Regions from separate parts of the Pan troglodytes genome. Here region 1 is linked to region 2. The links are chromatin contacts, called in public Hi-C maps. All regions are on one chromosome and are shown on one strand. The core of a region is the stretch at or near the end of the contact, and the rest is flanking DNA. Distances in the headings are between cores, read along the strand shown.

Region 1 (3,975 bases), core at 713-3,212, 350 kb before region 2:
GATGACTTGGGAGTGGGAAATGATTCCATCACTCCTGTTTCCCAGCTGAGATAAGGGAATTCTGTTAGCTGCACACTGCACGGACAGAAACAGGGTTACCTGGAGAGCCCTGACAGCAATGTTTGTGGTGAAGGTGTGGTTCTGGAAGTGAATTTCCATCCAGGCATTGTGCTGACTCTATCACTTAGCAGTTCTGTCATCAATATCTTTGGATTTGAATTTCCTCATCTATAAAACACGATTAATAATGGCTACCTCATAGGGTTATTGTGTGGCTTAAATACATGTGTTTGGGTAAAACACTCCAAATAGGTTGGTTAATGTTATATTTGGGGAAACCTCGATCTGTCAGCTGAGGCACGCCTTTTGGAGGAGGAGTATATTGGCGAACATGGTGAAACCCCGTCTCTACTAAAAAAATACAAAAAAATTAGCCAGGGGTGGTGGCGAGAGCCTGTAATCCCAGCTCCTTGGGAGGTTGAGGCAGGAGAATCGCTTGAACTGGGGAGGTGGAGGTTGCAGTGGGCCAAGATTGTGCCACGGCACTCTGGCCTGGGTGACAAGAGCAAGACTCCGTCTAAAAAAAAAAACCACTGGGTAGGCTGGGCTCGGTTGCTCACGCCTGTAATCCCAGCACTTTAGGAGACCAAGGTGGGCAGATCTCCTGAGGTTAGGAGTTCGAGACCAGCCTGGCCAACGTGGTGAAACCCAGTCTTAACTAAAAATACAAAAGTTAGCCAAGCATGGTGGCTTGCGCCTGTAATCCCAGCTAGTCGGGAGGCTGAGGCAGGAGAATCACTTGAAACCGGGAGGCAGAGGTTGCAGTGAGCCGAGATCGCGTCATTGCACTCCAGCCTGGGCAACAAGAACAAAACTTCATCTCAAAAAACAAACAAACAAACAAACAAACCCAAAACCATCAGGGAGCCCTGAACACTCAGAAAAGGTAATTCTAGAGGGAGACAATTAGATCCATGGAGTTGAGTCATCATTAGTTTCATCAAAGAGAAGAAACACGCTGAGTCCTCAGAGACAGCCACTTTCTGAGACCCAGTGTCTGTGCGTTATTCTTTGACAGAAGTTCTCCCTGACGGATGCAGCCGTTGGTCCCAGTCTCTACTTCGTCTTGACTGTGATGATTCTCTACGTATAAAACCCTCCACCAAATTATAAACTAGGGAGACTCAGCTAAATATAGGTGCTCAAAAACATACTGAATTTGAATGTTGGACGGTTTAGTGCCCAGCTTCCCCACACATATTCACAACACAACAAAACACAATAACGTTAGCCCATGTGTCTGTGCCAGTACTTCCCTTTTAAAAAATCAAAAATACAGCCAGCAGATGGCGAGAGTGGATCATATTTGAACTGTAGGTAAACTAGGTTTTCAGTAGTTTTTGGAGACACTCCTCAGTTACTTTTTATTTGTTGTTTGTTTTGGTTTCCTTTTCCTTTGAATGGAATCAAATTTGCACCTCAGGGCAGAATTAGAAGTAATCACGAAGGTAACTAAGAAAAAAAAAACCAAGGTGAACTAGGGCTTAAGGGCTCTAAATACATCGTTTTATTAACTCTCAAACATTTTTTAGGAGGGTAAGTTTGGAAGGGGAGAGGAGTAAAAAGCCAAATAGTTTGGATAATCGCCCAAATGTAGGTAGGTTGATTAAAATAGTCATTCATTTCTGAAGTACTCAGCAATACTGCTTCCAAGATATGTCCCTTATATTTTACTCTCACATATAATTATTGGCCAAAAATTGTGGGCTCAACCCTAGAGGATAAATTTTACAGGTCATAAATGTTCTAAATGTTGTTCTTCTCTGGACTGCCCAAGGCAGCCTGAACAACAGGCTGAGATTTGCTTCAGGTTATCTCTCCACCATCTTCAACGCTCGCCCACAAATGAGATGCCAAGGGTCACTCTGTGTCAGGACTTGGTGAGAAAAGCCACTGGAATGTTTAATTTCTCTCTGGACAGAAAGCTTCTTTGTCCACACATGTATTGTAATGCTGGGACACACAGTTGTCCATGGGGGGAAAGAAAGGGCTACAAAGAATGCAGAAAAAATAAATAATATAAGTCAAGCACATAGTTACCTAGGAAGGTAAATGTGAGGATTGGGGAAGTTTACAGAAAATAAAAATTGTTCACAGGATCGCTAAATATTTCCTCACTCTTTAAGATGACATTAAGATATGTTAATTTTTAAGCTATTTTAATGTTTGAGAATCATGACTCTATGAGAGAGAGAGAGAGAATGCCTGTATTTCCAAGTTTGCAAGTAAGTAAGGTCAAGTTAGAAAGTCAGAGACAGGAAGCAGAATGTGTGTGTGTGTGTGTGTGTGTGTGTGTGTGTGTGTGTGTGTGTGTAGAATATTCCTGTCTGCTTTGTGCCACAAATTCTTGGAAAGGCTGTTGTATGCCTAAGTTTAGCTCCACTATATAGCTTGTTGCAGTTTCTGTACCTAAAAGAAGGGTCCTTGTGTCCCCACAAAATATCTTTTCGGTTATTGGGTGAGCTATGCCCATCCACTTAGCATAGGTATTTACAAACACAACAACATAGATGACATACATGATAACCATTTTATAAAGAAAGGTTTCAGAATTATTTTTAGCTTGTAATTTTATTCTGATTGATGTCTTCATTGAATATACTGGACAGACTTTTAAACAGTTAATAAAACAACACACCTCTAATATCTGTTTGTGAAAATGTAAACTAGATATGCTTACATAAGGAAAAAAAACTAAAGCAAGGTAAAAACGTAGATATTTTCGAAGCAACTCATCTAAAACTAACTTCCAAACATACTTTAAAAGTTTGAATCTAACAATATTCTTCAGAACATTGGTTGACTAATTTAACTAGTTTTTTTTTAAAGCAAAAAAGGTACAAAGATTTTGGACACAGTATTATATTAATGTGACACCAGAAAACATCTAAAGGTTAAAAATCCAGGAAACTGTCTAGCATACAAAGGCATGTTCATTCATGGAAATACTTTGTTGTGAAAACAAGTAATTGACGTGTTTATGTTCATAACATTAAAAACACAAAGATAAAAAATTGTGCAAATAGTATGAATGCAAAACACCACAAATTAAAACAAATTCATAGACAATATGACTGGAAGAAAATTCATCGATAAGTCCATAGCAGAAATACCTGGGGGTGATGTTCTGGTTCATTTATTTCTGAATTTCTCTGTAATTTTCCCCTAGATTTTAATGGCTATTTCTATTAAAAAGACACGTATAAACATGTAAGTATTCATGTTTTAAGTCATCATTTTGCATAGTTCTGTTTCCAGCCTCAGTTTGTTCTTCTGCAAAATAAAGGCATTCTGGTATCCCACGTGTCTGTATCAAAACAACCCCTTGAGCATTAAAAAAATAAATAAATAAAATGACTAATAAGACATGTATAGACTTTAGAGGTGGCTTGCAATTACAATTTTATTATTAAAATAAGACTTATTAAAATAAGAGAGAAAACATGTATCTCTGGTAATGTGAAAAGAAGAAGAATTCGCAGCTTATTCTTCTCATATCATAAAATTTTCTCCACCTACAAGATACCACAGTGTCTCACATGGAACCCTTACAGAGTTACTCCTTTTGGTTAAAACATTTGCCTTTATCCCAGCACTTTGGGAGGCCGAGGCAGGCGGATCACGAGGTCAGGAAATCAAGACCTTCCTGGCTAACAAGGTGAAACCTCGTCTCTACTAAAAATACAAAAGTTAGCCGGGCGTGGTGGCGGGCACCTGTAGTCCCAACTACCCGGGAAGCTGAGGCAGCAGAATGGCGTGAACCCGGGAGGCGGAGCTTGCGGTGAGGCGGAGCTTGCGGTGAGGCGGAGCTTGCGGTGAGGCGGAGCTTGCGGTGAGGCGGAGCTTGCGGTGAGGCGGAGCTTGCGGTGAGGCGGAGCTTGCGGTGAGCCGAGATTGCGCCACTGCACTCCAGCC
Region 2 (4,471 bases), core at 1,547-4,046:
ATCTTCCTTACTGCTGCAAATAATGACAGCAGAGTCTCAGACAGGCTGATTCATAGCTACTGTTTCTCAGGCTCGTAAGTACAGACGACAATCGACACAGGCCTTCTTGCCTTTAGCTTTCTTGCTGCCAGCAGACTGTCTGGACTTTGCCCGGGCCGACATTGGGCATTAATGAATGCCGCATTCACTCCACTGGATATCCGAAGTGACTAATGCATGGAATATTTGGGCTGCCTTCAGTACATTCAATGTCCTCTTATGCCATCTACCCATTTTCCTCGTATTAGGCTGGAAACAAGAATAGCTCATAAAATACAGCAAGGCCAAAAGGAATTTAGTGGCAGGGAGGAGAGAAAGTCTCAAGGCCTGCTTGGTCCTGTACACCATCTATATACTGATGACTTGTCAGTAGAAAGTTTGGGTGAATTGTGTTTCCTCTGAGCCGATCCTTTCATGAAGTCTTGCAAATTATTAAAATACCTAAAAGCTAATTATTTATTTTGAGAATAAAGGGCTGCCCTTGATGCCTTAAATCAGCTCTTGACAAAGCATGACCCATGGGATAAATTCAGCCTGTAGACTATTTTTGTAAATAATATTTTATTGGAATACAGCCACACTCACTTGTTTATACTTTATCCATACCTGTTTTTGCTCTAAAATGGTAGAGTTGACTAGTTGCAACAGAGACTGTATGAACTGCAGAAGCTAAAATATTTATGATCTAACTGATCATTGTTTTATACTTTATATATGTCATTTGGTATAGACATATTTTTTATTCACTTATTTCTTGCTTTCTTCATGCAATCAATTAATTATAGGTATTTAATAATGAAAGCAATTAAGTAAATATTAAAGAAACAATACAATAAGAAACAACAAATTAAGTTTCTGTCCTTTTAAAACATACCTAAATATCGATAGTCATCTTATTGCAATCATTTATCTACAAAATCTTTTAGAACTTCACTCTTATGTTCTTATATGCTTGGCCTTCAGGGAAAAAAAAGAGAATTATGTACATGACCTGCTCATGTGCTCCACTATATTATGCCAATCAAATAAAATATACATAAATAGTAAAAATCATCCAATCTAAAGCTAAAGAGAACCATTATTTCTGGTCCTTCCTTTCTAGTCAATGTCATAAAACTAGAGTTGGTGATAAATCTAAGTTTTATAATATGCAGGAATCTTTCCTATTAAGCTATCATAATAATATATGCATATATATATAAATGCACATATAAGCAACTCATAAACATGAATATTTGTGGTATATTTCTAAATGTTTCAACATGCTAGGTATTTTGCAATTTTTCTCTCTTAGGATAACTGTTGCCAGAATATGTTTTCTCTTTTTGTAGTCTTAGCATGGACAAAACAAGTAAATACAAGAGAGGTTTGGTCTGGGATTTACTCACTTAAGGGGGAAGAAAAGATTCTAGTTGTAATTAAGTTTTAAGGCAGGTGGAAAATATACCCTTGTTCAACCATCTCAATCCTGGGCACTTCTACCCTGAAGCTGTGATGTACATTGAAATCAAAATATGGTTGATTTTGATTTTGAAGTAAACATTTTTTTTCCTAGCACACAACAGCAAATCTGACACTTAAATATGTGAAAAACAGAAGCCAGAACAAATTCAAAATAAATATGAGTTACTAACAGTTATAGATTAGGGAGTTCTGTTTCCACAAATCCTTAGCAAGGAGTATGCTCACAAAGCATGTAATTACACTAACAACTAACATGATAGATTTCTTAGACTCAAGATCACACAACAAAGTAATAATAATAACAATACTTATATCTCTGGGGCACTGCTTTTCTACTGTTGGGATCTAAAATTCCTAAGTCAATATCTTATTTATTTGCTGAGAACCAACCCTTTCACTTTTCTAAATTTTTCCATATTAGGATTTCATGAACTAGTAGATCAGGTTACTACTCCTTATAGAAAGCTGCTGGAAAGTGCAAACTAAAGTGCTGGAATTTTAATGCCATATTTTAGTGGAGTAAATGCATGGTAGAGGAAGATTAATTAGGTTTAAGACAGAAGGAGAGTCCAATTTAATTTTGCCCCATTACTCAACTTGCCTGGAAATTATACTTAGTGTGTGGGATTCTTCCCCCGAGGGGAATAGCGCAGAGCCTCCTTCCTACCCTGTCAAGCACAGGAAGCTGTGTAGTCTTTCTGTGCTCATTCTGTTCTATGCCCGCAGAGGTCTGTTTGTGCCAGGACAGCTTTGCAAGGCAGTGGAAATCCTTTTCTGGCACAAGATTTGCAAGATGTGGAATGGGCCTGTATGGTTAAGATACGTTAGCATGAAAATCCAGCTTTGACTGAAAAGTCTCAAAGAGGCTTAGGCTCCAATTCTGTGTCAGGAGGGAGAAGCAGAGAGAAATATATTGTCATATTCCAATTATTTCCAAGTAGATTCTTGCCTTTGCAATTCCGGTTTAGCCAAAGAAGAACTTCCAGAGCTGAATAAGGAAATGCTCCAGAAGAAACACTATGCCGAAAATGCACCTTCCTTCTTCCCCTCTCAAGTTCCATGTTTATTAGCCCTGGAAAAGCCCTCTTTTTACCTGTTGAAATTCTTTAAGCCCCAACTCTAACTCATTAATCCTTCCTTAGTCCTTTTCAATATCTTGCCTCTAAATTCTTAGAGTATATAGCCTGTGCCACAGAACTTGGCAGTGAAACTCCACAGCTTTACACCTTCCAACCTGCAGACTTTGAAAGACAGAAGCAAAACTCTGTGTGAGGTCAGACTCATCAACTGTGCCTACCAACAGAGGGCGTAGCAGTTGGGAAAGTGGTCTTACGAACCAACTTCCTAGTATTTGCTGGAGGATATTCTAGGGTTTGTCACTGTTCTTAGCCTGTCTCTCATAGTAGAGCACAAGCTTTTGAGACCTGGAAGTAATCTTTGTTAATAACTCGATTGTGTTATGATCTACAGTTTCTCTTCTGGTCTCCTTTCCCTTCCAATGCTTTTAAGTCGTCTTTGCTAACTCTAATGCCAGGTGTCACCCATAGGCACAGTTCCTGAGCTAGTCTGAAGAACCCTGGAAACACTATGGTTCCTTGACAATAAGATGCCTTAAACTTTAAGATAAACTATCAACCTAGTAATAATGAAAAATAGCATTGCATTAAGTGTGCTTATTGATTATAAAATGGACTTCAATTTTTAAAATATTGTGTAGTGTGTGTGAGAGTTTTTTTTTTTTAATGGTCACCATAGAACTGATAAATAAGGCCTATCAGGAACATCACCACCAAATCCAGTGAAACTTGGAACTGAGTTGCTTTGATCACAGATGGACTTGTGGTCGTGAGTCCCCAGGGTGGTAATAATTCTACCTGCTGAAATGTGAAGCCTTGTCTTAAGCTTTACAATGGACGATTGGGGTTTTACTATTATTAATACTGCTTCCCTATAAAGCTAGATTTTTCTCTTTGAATCCTGACTTGATTTAGTGAAGTTTTGTGCCTTTTCAGCTTGCCATGATCTTGTTCTTTTTTCCCTACTGGTTCTGTATTTTCCTCTTATAGGATTAAGATAATTTATGGAAATGGGCTAGAGTCCCCAAAATATAAAAAGACTTTTACACAATCATCTCTAAAGATTTCATTGTATTTCATAGTATATTTCTATTACTTATTTAATTAATGTCTTTGTTGCTGGACATTTATAGTATATGCCCAAATATAAACAAAATGAAATAAAAATAGATTTCTCATTTTTCAAAAAAGTGGATTAAAAAAACACGATGTTTTGGCCCACTTGTCTCCATTTTTTTAGCTGTTCATCAGTAGTTTCACACTTGATTTGGCCCAGTTTTCTTTTTTGAGTAAGTAACTATGCGGAATGTGTTTGTATGTCAAGGTCGCTGTTGTTATTGTTTGCATTTAGACATAATTCCTTTGCAAACTTACCGAGAATTGAGACTATGAAGTAAAAGTATATGAATATATTTAAGGCCTTTTACAATTGTTTCTAAAATTTAAACCACTGTAGGTTCCCATTAAGTGTATACAAAAGTAGTAAGATGAGTCAGGTTATATTTTTCTAAGATTGTTTTCAAGTTTTTTCTGAAATTTCCATTTTATTTGCAAGAGTGTTCGTAATATCTTAACAATGTCTGCATTATGTATGTGATGGCCTCCTTGTCTTCCTGATTTTGATTATTTGGGCTTTCTTTTTTTTCCTTTTCTTAACATTAATTTTCTAGATGTTTTAAAATTTTGTCTTTTCAATGAACCAAAATTTTGGCAATGTTTATCTTCTCTGCCCTATTTTTATCATTTGAACTACTTTATTCTACTTTGTGAAAGTTTAGTAACTCCTTGTAATGAATGCAGATATCATTTGAATATTTGTCCTCCCCCACATTTCATGTCGAATTGTAATCCCCAGTGTTGGAGGAGGGGCCTGGTGGGAGGTGACTGGATCA

What was found. A called contact is a pair of places that touch in the nucleus more often than the background predicts.
Region 1: a Hi-C map of stem cell-derived neural progenitor cells shows a contact between it and region 2, with 5 times the contacts expected there. The contact joins two enhancer-like sites. A contact is called at or near these places in 2 of 7 Hi-C or Micro-C datasets (induced pluripotent stem cells and stem cell-derived neural progenitor cells).

What each region holds. Positions count from the first base shown.
Region 1 is chr21:18,068,643-18,072,617 of NHGRI_mPanTro3-v2.0_pri, reverse strand. No RefSeq gene overlaps it. Among named protein-coding and RNA genes, the nearest start is that of BTBD3, 330 kb to the left of the region's middle. Within about 2 kb of position 1,962, at least 6 of the 24 cell types and tissues checked have an H3K27ac peak or open chromatin away from gene starts, as enhancers often do. A contact at or near this core is called in stem cell-derived neural progenitor cells, where this site is marked.
Region 2 is chr21:17,722,671-17,727,141 of NHGRI_mPanTro3-v2.0_pri, reverse strand. No RefSeq gene overlaps it. Among named protein-coding and RNA genes, the nearest start is that of JAG1, 540 kb to the right of the region's middle. Within about 2 kb of position 2,796, at least 1 of the 24 cell types and tissues checked has an H3K27ac peak or open chromatin away from gene starts, as enhancers often do. A contact at or near this core is called in stem cell-derived neural progenitor cells, where this site is marked.